Linked DNA regions of Mus musculus: region 1 is linked to region 2. A link is a contact called in public Hi-C data. All regions are on one chromosome and are shown on one strand. Each heading gives the region's core, a stretch centred on a gene start, on an enhancer-like site or on the middle of the called end of the contact. The rest is flanking DNA. Distances are from core to core; before and after follow the strand shown. Region 1 overlaps Gm30184 (a long non-coding RNA gene). Region 2 overlaps Gm46834 (a long non-coding RNA gene).

What was found. A called contact is a pair of places that touch in the nucleus more often than the background predicts.
Region 1: a contact with region 2 is called in a Hi-C map of cortical neurons, with 4 times the contacts expected there. The contact joins two enhancer-like sites. A contact is called at or near these places in 5 of 484 Hi-C or Micro-C datasets (the C10 cell line, the HL-1 cell line, the HPC-7 cell line and 2 more) and 1 of 9 other capture datasets (embryonic stem cells).

The regions. Positions count from the first base shown.
Region 1 is chr3:40,441,487-40,447,611 of GRCm38.p6, reverse strand. It overlaps Gm30184 (a long non-coding RNA gene), which reads left to right. Exons shown (of 4, transcript XR_389710.2): 2 at 1,683-1,834; 3 at 2,407-2,511. Among named protein-coding and RNA genes, the nearest start is that of Gm30184, 9.2 kb to the left of the region's middle. Within about 2 kb of position 3,186, at least 19 of the 459 cell types and tissues checked have an H3K27ac peak or open chromatin away from gene starts, as enhancers often do. A contact at or near this core is called in cortical neurons, where this site is marked.
Region 2 is chr3:39,717,126-39,723,293 of GRCm38.p6, reverse strand. It overlaps Gm46834 (a long non-coding RNA gene), which reads right to left. Exons shown (of 3, transcript XR_001784057.2): 2 at 5,748-5,856. Among named protein-coding and RNA genes, the nearest start is that of Gm46834, 7.1 kb to the right of the region's middle. Within about 2 kb of position 4,148, at least 14 of the 459 cell types and tissues checked have an H3K27ac peak or open chromatin away from gene starts, as enhancers often do. A contact at or near this core is called in cortical neurons, where this site is marked.

The DNA.
Region 1 (6,125 bases), core at 1,937-4,436, 730 kb before region 2:
CCTCTGCTGAAGTAAAAGAATGGTTACCAGACTTTGGAGTCCATCTGCTACTCATGCGAAAGAGACAGTTGAATCGAGCCTTCTCTCTCCCGTCTTGCTGTGGTTTTTCTGTGTGAGTACTTTATGTCTTGAGAGGGAAGTTTTCTGGGAGAGAGCAGAAGGAGCAGCAAGAGCTTGGGAGGGAGGAGCCATCGGTGAGTCAGCAAGTGAGAGAGCCCAGCAAGGGTGGCCCACGCCGTGAGTCTCCCACAAGGCCCATCTCACAGACCAGTTCCATGCAGCCTGTCAATTCAGCCTAGGGTCTGGTTTTGAGTTTTAGATATTTGTGGGTTTGGTTGAGGTTGCCACACTAGGGTGTCTTTATTCTTGACATGTAGGAAGCTGTGACAAATCACTTTACGTCACATTTTAGTCCATGTTAAAGAGGTGACCCCTGAAGGTGTCATCGTGAGCAAAATGACACAGGAGGACCCTAGGTGGCACAAACTTTGGTGGTGCGTGTCTGAATGTGTTGGTCATTTTTACTGTTGTCTTCATGGTCTATCTGAGACTCATTAAGGTTTTAGAATTCTAAGGAAGTCTTTTGGAATGTGTCACCCCAAGGTTTGGATTCATGAACGTGTTCACTGTGTGGCCAGGGGACCCTTTCTTATTCAGTACACTTCAGGGTACTGAGAGCTTGTGGACAGTCCAGTCTCTAAAACAAAGCTTTCCCCAAACATTAACTGAAAATTCCCAGTCATGCATTCTTTTTCTTTTTTGAATCTTATTTTGTAGTTTTCAGACTTACGACTATCAAGGGATGAATCTCGGTTCTTAGTGTATAGCCAAGAGATATGAACAAGCTGTTTACAATGAGTATGGTTTGGAACAAGTTCTCTCTGTTCAAGGCCATTTGTAGCTGACAGCCCACACCTCTGTTTCAATGCTTGGGAAACAAACCTTTTGTTTGTTCTTGGCCTTCTGTATGTTAGGCAACTGCCCCCTCAAAAAGGCTATATGTCTAGTCCCTACATCTTCTTAACTAGGTTATGTGTCTAGCCCCTGCATCTTCTTAACTAGGCTTTATGTCTAACCCCTACATCTTCTTAACTAGGTTATATGTCTAACCCCTGCATCTTCTTAATTAGTGAATTTGTTCTTTAGTCAAGAAAGATTTTTCTTAAAGAAAATAAAGACATTAAATCTAAAGTTAAAATTTATCAGCATCAGTTGGTGTGTTAATATCAACAGCGGATGACAGTTCTGGTCTGCACTTGGTTGTCAACAGGGCGTGTTCCATGTCAGTCAGAGGGAAAGGAACACTGGGGCTCTCCCAGTTTCAATTATTTTGCCGTAAGAAAATTCCCCAACAAAAAACAACCTAGGAGAGAAAGGGTTTGATTTAGCTTACGGTTCACTGGGGAGTGAGGGGTCAAGGTGATTGGAACTACAGGGAGTTGGTCATGTCATGCACAGAGTCAGAAATGGAGACATAAAAGCCTGGGTGTGGTGCTCAGCGAGCTTCCTTTGTTCCTATCCAGATCAGGGCTCCTAGCTGTGGAATGGTGTCACCCACGTCCAGGCAGGGTCTTCCCATATGGATTTAAGGCATTCAAGACAGTCCCCCACAGACCACCATGATCCCAGGCTGCCATGATCCAGATAACCCTTCCCTGAGACTTGTTTTCCTGTGATTCTAGATTGTGTCAAGTTGACATTTAGAAGGAACCATCACAGAATGAAGGAGAGCCTGTCAGACCTGGGATTGATGTCCTCTCCCAGACTGCAGAGGGATTTTTATCTTGATTTCTCCAGAGGATTCTGAGGAGCCAATTTGGAAACGACTTAGAAGGTAAGCCCTCTTCCCTATTCGACTTTTAAAATTCAACGCCCCTCTCCCATCTCTCTCATGTTCAAAATAATAGAAAATCAGAACTAGAGGGTCTTATAGAGATAAATCCCTTTGTCAAAAGTACCTTTAGAATTGTGGAAAATGTGGAAGATGGATCTTGGAACTAAGCAGAAATAGAGAATAAAAATTGTGATATTCTCTTCTCACTGTCCTGGTCTAACTGTGCATGCTCTGGGGATTCATTTTCATTTCACTTAATAATCTACACAATGTTTGTATACACAAAGAGGCTACACACACACACACACACACACACACACACACACACACACACACACTCACTCACTCACATATATGTATTTTCATGCAATGTTTTGGGCACATTTCCTGAGCTTTCAGAAGTTCTTTAAAGTCCAAGGTTTGGATCTAGAGTAATTATTTCATATCTTCTCTTTAACTCAAAATTCTGTGGCTGTTGTTGGTTATGCTGATTATCTTTTAAAAATTGTATAAAAAAGACTGGGATTAATAGTCAGACTGAAGATCCCACATACTCTTGGCTGTCTTCTCAGGACACCCCCTCAACCCCCACCCTGAAAGTGGTGTTCTGGAAGTATGGCAGACAGATGGGAGCACGGACTTGCAGCTTTTACCAATTATTGGTGGTGTGAAATTGGGTGAGTTTCAAGCTGCCTTCTCTTGCATGTGAGTTTGATGGTAATGTTTATCTCATGGGATCACTGCTGTGAGGGTTAAACAATCCTTTTTTCTTTTCCTGGAGTGCTTAGATAGCACACTGTGGGGGGTCAGAGAGTAAACATGGGCCGTAGGCAATGTGTCAGAGTGGCCACCTCAGGTCTTTGGAATTGTTGAGCCATTGCCCGTCTTTAGGTTGTAGGGCCTGTGTCTCCACTACAGACCCTCAATCGCAGGTCCCTGTGGCTCATTAATGCTGCCAACCCCGTATCATAGATGAAGAAAGGGAAGTGTTGTCGCATCCAATTTCTGGCCACACATCTCATCTCCAGGCATCAACAGAACGAGACTAGAATGCAGATTCCAACTCAGACTTGTGTCTCACAACCTGCTAAACTTTTTGTATTTTAATACGTCTTTCCCTGCTGCCCAGATACGGTGTTCGGTTAGACCACAATCATTCTTCAGTGAGTTGCAGGTCATCTCCTGGAAGCCATACTCCATCTCAGAAACAGGAATTAGCTTTTATAGTAGTTATAGGGGGAAAAAAAAAAGAAACCATGTCTCAGAAGCTTTGCTTAAACTTTATTGTTCTCTGAGAAGTAAATTGAGCGTGGACCGCGGCGGTCCGCCACTAGGGGGAGCTGCGACTCTTCAAAATGTCAAGTTCTATATGGAAAAGAACGCTTTGAAAAGCATTTTCTATCTCGGTGACATCCAGAAAACACAATCAAAGAAGGGTTTGAGAGGTTTCAGCGTGGTTTTCCACGGGGAGCCTGTTTCCATTAACTTTAAATAGAGAGGGCAGAGACAGACCAAATGGATTCCACCCAACTGCAGAGTAGAGGACCATTGAGCTTATTGAGGTTACTCGCAGGACAACAGAGCACTTACGGATGCTACATCGCGACTCACTGAGCCACCCCCTCCCAGCAGATGCTGCTCACATATCCTCATGATATCCTTACATATCTCTGTGAGCCTTTTCTCCTCAGTCCGTGGGAACGTCAGTAGACCCAGTTTCGTGCAGACCTGGTGGGAGGGACCCCAGTCGCTCAGATTGAAGATGACAGTAATAACACACAGTGCAGCACACAGCACAGGGACAGGCACAGACTGCACAGGTTGAACAGCCGGTCACCTCTCTCAGGGCTGGAAAGACGGCTGAGCAGTTAAGAGGACTTTGTTGTGTTACCAGCACCTTGGGATGGTGAGCTGACTGACTTGGCTGCTGGGAACTGAACTCCTGTCCTCTGGAGGAACAACATGCACCCTTGTCCTGAGAGATGGATCCCAGCTTCACGTGATGTCCTTCTTAACAGTTTCAATGGTGATTTCCATTGAAACAACATACAATTTCAAGGTCCTCCCTGATGGTTACTGGTTTTGATAATCTTGCAAGGACTTACCAACTTTCCTTTTGTGTAATTGTTATTTGTAGGAAGTGGGCTGAGAATTCGACCCACCCATTATTATTAAGATTGTTCTGGCCTTTTACAAGCTGTTGATTTAAATGAGGAGGAGTCTGGTCAAGTTTTAAATAACCAGATGTTGGATTCTTCTCTAAAGACAAGAGGCTCCTTATGGGTATTTGGAAGTTAATCAATCCATCAAGAACTGGCTGTCCCAACAGCTTGATTCCCTTGCGCTTCCCAACTGAGCCCTGTTTGGCAAGTTCACTAACTAGTCTATCCCCATTCCCATCACTCCCTGCACTCAGGTCACCATTTCACTAGATTCTTTACTTCACCAATTCCTTCTCATTACCCCTTCCTGTCTCCATGAATAGTCTAGTGGGCTGAGTAGCTCTTTATTCCTAATTGTGTGTCTTGTGAACACACACACACACACACACACTCACTAATTTCTGGTGTGACATTTTCTATAAATAGCCCAAATCTCATAACATACAACCTACAATGTCTACAGTGTATATACTATAGGTTCAGAGTCCTTCTGTGTCTGGTTCCTTCATTCCTCTCCTGGTAAGGCAGAGCTTGCAAGTCTTTCCTTGGTATCAGGATGACAGTGTACTTTGTGGAAAGCGGGATCGAAGATGGCAGGGATTTGGCAGCACTCTTTCTGTTGGTGGTCATGGGAGTCAGCACCTTAAACGACTGGATATGAACATGGTGGTCACCTAAGTGTCAGCTCCGCTCTTCTGACGCTCTGTTCGGCTAAGATGGACTCCTCTTCATGGCACAGCAATTGCAGCTAACACGGTTGACCACTGGACTGCCAACGCACAGGGCAGGCTGAGCAGACCACATGAGTTATCTCTCATAGATTGAGGCCTTCAACACAAATTCTTAAGATTTTTCCTTTAGACTCACAACAATATGCTTGCTTTGCCTCCCAAGCTCTGGGATTAAAATGTGCCACCGCATGTCTTGTTTCTCTTGTAAAAAAAAAAAAAAACCAAACAAACCCATTACTTTGTTTATGAGTAAGCCTGTGTGAATATATGCAACATATGTGAGTCCAGGGAAGCCAGAGAGGACACCAGTTTCCTTGGAGCTGGAGTTACAAGTGATTGTAAGCCACCTGATGTGAGAGGAATCAAATTCAGGTCCTCTGCTATGGCATTGTCGCTCCTACTGCTAAGCCATGTTGTTGGCCCCTGTTGCTCATCGAGAATCCACAGAAGAGATTATAGAAATGGAAATGCATGACGAGGTGTTGTGAGAACGTTAAATTCTAGTACTTCCAACCCTGTGAAAGCAGTATTTCCTTGAAGCCACTCTACCTTATGGTCCCTGAGGAGAGGAGAACCAATGTCTTGGGGAGAAGATGGATGTATACAAAGCTAAGAAAGGCCACATGCATGCAAAGGCAGGGCCAGAGAGGTGGTTGCTCACAGCCCAGTGTCTGGCCTTCTTGCCTCTTTTTGGGGTAAATCTTAGTAGGTCTGAGAGGCGATTCAAAGCTAGGAGTCCGGGGAATCACTCAGGGAAACAGCTTCATGTCTAGATGGGACATGAAGACAACAGTCCCATGTCTGTTCAGGTATGAGGCTGTCTCAGGAGCTAGAGGACTGTTCATGGACAGGCCCAGAGAGTCATGGGACATTTACTGAGTAAATCAAGGAGGACGGTACTAGGGATGGAGCTAGGATTGTGTGTCAGCCTGAGCAGGGTCTGGCCTAGAAGCTGTTTCTTGAACTTCCTGGACCCATGTGGGTAAGGAAGTCCAGTGTGTCCCCATGGCCATGGTGGAGTGCCCTGGGCAGAGACCAACACTGTCTTCACAGTTAATCACATATTGTGCTCGAGCGACTGCTCAGTCAGGAGTCACTGACCTGGGAGTGTGTGCATTGGGAGAAAAGGACTGACTCCCACGAATGGTTTTCTTTTTGCTTCTACTTTCAATGAGTGCAGATGCCACACCACAGTATCTCAGGGGCAGGAAGGAGCCGAGTAGTTAGGAGCTGTGTGAACGTGTACCTTTTAGCATCACAAGGCATAATTGGTACTAAGACAAATCTAACAAAAGGAACCTTGATGGGGGCGGGGCGCGGGGAGGTACCTTTGTTTGTCCTTGGTGACTTTTCTTCCTAGAAACACCCAAGCCTACCACAGATTTAGGTCTATGCTGA
Region 2 (6,168 bases), core at 2,899-5,398:
TTCTGTATATAGCTAAGGTATATTTATAAGTAGTATATAGTAGATATATCCATCCAATTCTTCTTAATTATATGGGTTTTCACTTCATGATAGAGTTGAAATTTTCTGATTTGTTTGAATATAATGCTATACTAAATAATTTGTTGAAATAACCAGTAAATTGACTTCCATCAATCTCATTTATTGTTTTTCTTTTTGGAAAAATTTTGACTGAAGTGGTTCATATGTTAGTGTAACCCACATAACAGAAATAAGGTTTAAAATCTATCAGATCATTGCACCACAGAATTTTCCATAGAATCAGTGATCTCTTTATGATGGTAATTTACTCGGTCATTCATTGTCTATAAGTCATTTCTTCCTTGATTAATTTATAAATGTATGTAGCTATACATTATAGCCATACTACATAGATTAGAGAGCTTCTACTGAAAAAACTTTCATAGCCAGCATACATGGAGAATAGAATATAGTCTTTTATTTTCCCATAAACCTTGAAATCAGTGCATAAGATGAAAGGAGTTAAATTAACACATATTTCAATTAAACTTCCATTTTACCAATTGTTAGAGACATGGTACAGTATGATGGGGGGGGGGGGAGGCTGGACATAAAGAAAAAATGCACTGCCCAAAAAATTTACAGTGAGAATTTAGCTCCTAGACAAAGGAGAGGAACAGAGAAATACACTGGTAACTGAGACATAGGGTGAGGTGCATTGAGTCAGGACACAGAGGATGGAGCTGCAGTGTCTCTTAGCATATACTTTCCCTTATTAAAGAGTTTTCTACTGCCCAGAGGTATGATGGACTTTCAGACTCTCTCCCTCCCCACCCACACTTCTCCCATGACCCTCTCAATTTCATGTATTTTTCTTATAAGTACAAATTATATTATATATAATATATACATGTAATTACACATGTATTTAATAAAGTGCAATTTTAAAAAGAAAATAACAGAATAAAAACAGCCAATGGGAATTGGTGGTAAGTTCAAAAATGCAATAATAATGACACTTTCAGCACCTCCAACTATCTACAGTTCAGACTAAGTTTAAAATTTTTGAGAAATCTACAAATTCCATTTCTTTCATTTTTCTTTTCTAGGAGATGATATTTTTCTGTCTCAGGAATATGGAGGTTGTTTTTGTTGTTGTTGTTGTTTTTCCAGTAAGTGTTTGGTCCTGAGGAAGGTAATGACTCTACCTAAATCTTACACATTGCCATCTTCTGAAATCCATTTCAATCTCCATTCCATCTGAGGAGTAAAATTTGGCAATTTTGGTTTTTAATCTTGTGGCAAAGCATCTCATATTCATTTTGTAAAGGAAAGAAAAATACAGTTAAAATACATAATGTAGTGTTTATTACCTTCCTCTGAACAAATGGCTAGATATCCTTGGGACACAGGGAAATAAAAGTTGGAGCTGAGCACATAAAAGAAAGCACAATTTAAAAGGTAAGAATAAACATTCTAAGTTTTGCATGATAACACTATTGTGGTGGTTTGAATATGCTTGGCTCATGGGAATTGGCACGATTAGGAGGTGTGACCTTGGAGGAAGTGTGTCACTGTGGGAATAGGCTTTGCAGTTTCCTATACTCAAGCTCCAGCCAGTGTGTAAGTCCCAGTATGCCACCCCCAGTGTGGCATTCCTTCTGAATGCCTTCAGATCAAGATGCAAAACTCTCAGCTCCTTCTCTAGCACCAGATCTGCCTGGATGCTGCCATGCTTCCCATTATGGTAATAGTGGACTGAACCTCTGAAACGGTAAGCCTGACCCAATTAAATGTTGTCCTTTATATAAGTTGCCTTGGTCATGGTGTCTCTTCATGGTAATAAAACCCTAACTAAGACAACTATGCCTCTTAATTCTCAATGTCTACTCTCTATTGCTGCCTATAACACATGTTAACACTAACATGCAGTTTGACAGTATGCACATACTCAGAGGCACCAGACTAGGAGGCCACACATGTCCACATATGTTTAGCATTAAGGTCAAAAAGCAAACATTAGCAAACAAGTAAATATGCCTCTCAGGACAGCACGGGCCCTGGAACATGGCTTGGAAAATGTTCTGACTGTTCTTACAGAGTTCTGATGTTGTGCTCATGGCCTCCAATCAGTGACTACCTAAATATTCACCCCTGCATGGAGACAACCAAGAGGTAAAAATGGCAAAGCCTGTGTGTCATCACTGATCTCTGTCACTCTTCACAAGGAGGCCCAGCTGTCTCTGCTGACATAGTCATGACATAGTTCTAGGCACATCACTTTCCATGCATGGCTTTTTGTGCAAACTCCTGTGAACACGATGGTATAGTGTGTGCAGACACACATACAGCATGTTCCCTCCAGATGCCCATCCCTGACAACTCAGGAAAACAGCAATGCTGTTTTGTTTGGTCGTTATGGTATTAGACAAACATTTCCAGCCTGCTATTTAAATAAAATAAAGTCTGAACAGTTGTAGTTATTTACACCAAATCATCCTTTAAGTTGTAGGTTCAACGGTGGTTTTCATAGTTTTCTCTGCTTTTTTGTGAATGTTGCAGTTATTTTTTACTTAACCAACTGTTAGGCACATGAAGTTAACTATGAAGGTCTTGGGCTATACCTTGTAGGATAGTGAAGATGAAAGATTCACCACCGTGAACATTTGTTTTATTTTTTAATAGTGCCCAAGGCCTTCAATAAGCACTTTGGAGCATTGAGACAGTTTTTGAAACTTACCAAAGGGACCATTACTGAAGTGACAAGCTCTTTACTGGAAGTCCCTAGGCAGTAGTTAGTACAGGCACCCTTCCTTGGGATTAGTTGACACTTGTTTGCTGAGTGAAACCTACATTGAGATAACTATTAGCATTTGTAATGTACCTGTAGATGTAGTGGTAGAGTAAATGTAGCTGGCTATTATCCTCTAACCCCAAGGCAGTACTCACCTTCCTAAATGAGAATGGACCAAATTGCAGACTGTGGGGTCCATGTAAAATGGATTGTCACATTAACATTGGAGAGGGACATCACTACTTAGGACTATTCTCACAGGTTTGGCTTCCAGCTCTCACTTAACACTCAGAGCCTAGAATTCCAGCTCTAGTATAGACTATGATGGGAATCCATTCTGTGCCTTCCCAGAGTGTTAGAAGAACAGCTTTAATAAATGCTCATGGAGACACTTAAGGCTCTGAGTCACTATCATTGCTACCAACCCAGCTAAAGATTCACAAAGATTCTATTATTTCTTCAGTGTCACTTTTCAAATAATAGTAGGTTTATGAGAGGTATTCCCAGGGAAGCAACATCATAAGCACAAGAATGACCCAAGCACTGCTGTGTTTCAGACTGAGGTTTAAAGAGCTGTTAAGTTGTTCTTCCCTGAACTGAAGCTCAGGTGAAGCAGAGTTTTCTGACTCATTGAAAACAGCCCTTGGTCCCAATGCACTAGCCTAGGAACACAGTTGAGCAATAAATGCTCAGATCTCTGGAGAAGGAGATTACTGTAAAGTCCAGTTGTCTTAGTCCCAAGGAATACAGAATGCTGCTAAACAAAGCATATGGGTAGCCTTAAACAAGACTTAAAATATTAGAAAATGCTTCCCTTGATTCATAGAATGGTGAAATACTTCATTTGTTAGTCAGCATCATGATGCCAGCGATAGACTACAGGATTTTGTTGACTTTATCTCAGAGTGTGGTTTGTAGTAGATCAAAGGAAGACAAAAACGGAAACAAAGAATCATGAGGATTAGGCATAGGGCACTCTTCTGATGTTTGGTAGTATCATAGCAAGAAAAGATGCCAGGAAGAGAATACGGCTTCTCAAAGTACCCCACTGACCTGGGATCATACGGGGAGAAGAAAGAAGGCCTTGTTCAGCATTCTGACTAGACTGTATACTTTCTTAACTAGAAGAGGGAAGCAGGAAGCCGAAGCCGTATGAGCAGTCAGAGAAGAGATGTTTACATTTTCTCCCGATTTAAAGCATCCATATGGTTAGTTAAAAAGCACTCGAGTCACTTTGTGTTCAATGTGTATATTTTTATTCCCAATTATGTGATAGCTCCTAGGGGAAGAGCTTCTCTGCAAACTCTCTATAAATAAGTTTCACCATAGGCTCACAGCCAAGCACAGTAAGTTCTCTGGCTGTGGTGTGTGGCCAAAGCTTTCAGTGACTGCCAGCATGAGCAACCCAGATGGAGGCATCCAGAGACGTCCACGTGAGGGTCAATGCTGAGGGTGTTCTTGCTGAATATGTGGGAAGAACAAAGTGAAGATGTTTGTTTGCAGCGTGGTTAACACTCCAGCTGTGTGTGATTTTTGTCGTCTTACGTCACACATCTCTTCATGTATGAAGTGAATTTTGTGTCCTACCTTATAGATCTTTAGAGCGGAGTCTAGGGGCTTCTTTGAGGCCAACCGTGATTCCCAGACACACACACACACACACACACGCGCTACTGTTGTAGCGTTTGATAGCAGAAAGAATTTTTAAAAAATATATTTGTTTGCATCTACTGGCCAGGCAGTAAACCATCAGATTGGGAAGCTGACAATAATGGTAATCATTAGAGCAAAAATAGATACTGATCAAGATGGATTTTATGTCACCCCATTTTGAGTAACTTTAGATACTTCCCTGACTCTAGGTTCTGATTTCTCTTTTGACAGACTTTTTAACTGTAGAAATTAATATTTATACATTAAATTTTATACATATAATATTTATATGCCCAAGGTGTAAAACTTTGGAACATTTTCTTGCCAATTTTATCACCCTACACATCTTCCACATAGACACAGGTCTCCTGAGTGTGTTCATTGAGGAAACTGGGGAGGGTACTGTCTCCCAGTGTCTGTGGAGGGACAGAAGTGTTATGGTACTGAGTGTCAAATAACAAATAAGAATGGTCAAATCACAGAAAACAATTGTAAACACAAGATTCATATAGCATGCTTTACACATTGTCTAACTTCAGTCCTTAAATCTCTCCTGCATTTTACTTCAGTGGAACCAAGTTCAGATAGGGCTCTGTCTTTTCTCTGTTGCAGTAGTTCCAATTAGTGAATCCTTTTAACTAATTACTTTCAAAGTTACTTCTTCATTGCCACTATTATACAGAACTCAGTCCTTGCAAAATGCTCAAGAACCAGAAACTCTTAAAGTCAACTGAGCCTTTGCTTTTTACAGCATAGTGAGGAGGGAGAATAGTCTGGATCCAGGCTATTCCACAATCTAGGAAGGACTACTGCATGGATACGTTCACAAGTGTTGATACAGTTCTATATAGCACCCTGAGGTATGAGAAGGCTAGAAAAGCATTGAAGAAGAACATGTTCCTTTAAGACAGCAGCTTATGAAATTGGAACTGGGAACTACAGGACTCTGATTACTGACCAAAGGACCTGAGTGGTATCCTTCATCATGGGTGAACATATATGATAAGATTTCTAGGAAAGAACAAGGCCATGCCACTGACCCCCTAACCACCCTTAAGAGTTAATCTCAAAGGGCCTGTCAATCATCTATAGCCCTGGCTATCCTGGAACTCACTTTGTAGACCAGGCTGGCCTCAAACTCAGAAATCTGCCTGCCTCTGCCTCCCGAGTGCTGAGATTAAAGGCGTGCACCACCATGCCTGGCTTGGCAGAATTCTACAAAGCCCTGCCTCTGGACACTGTCCATGCTTGCCCCTCTGGGCCCTATATTGTAGTCCCTCTGGGCCCTTAATATTCTTACCTTTTGGAGTACCTTACAATCTTCAGTAACATGCTCTGTCTTCTGCAGTGTGTCTTGCCTGCTTGGATTCACTGAATGGCCATCACAATGACCCCAGGAGCCGGTGAAGCTGAGGAAGGCAAGAGATCATTGCTATCTCCCGAACTGAAGACGTTACTCTGGATGAGAGGCTCGATCACAGGCACAGATCTTAGGACAGACTCTAAGGATTCTGACCGGTAAGAATGCCACCCCACCCCCCACCCATTCTTTGACTATTCACAAATTAGTTGTCCTAACAGAGTACAGTAAATAGTAAATATTCAACATCTTCAGAGACTTCTTAAAGAACAGTACTCAGTAGTAGACTTTCCACTGGGATGGAACTGTAGCTTGGCTGCTGAAATCTTGCTTGTCACGAATAAGACCACAGGTTTCATCC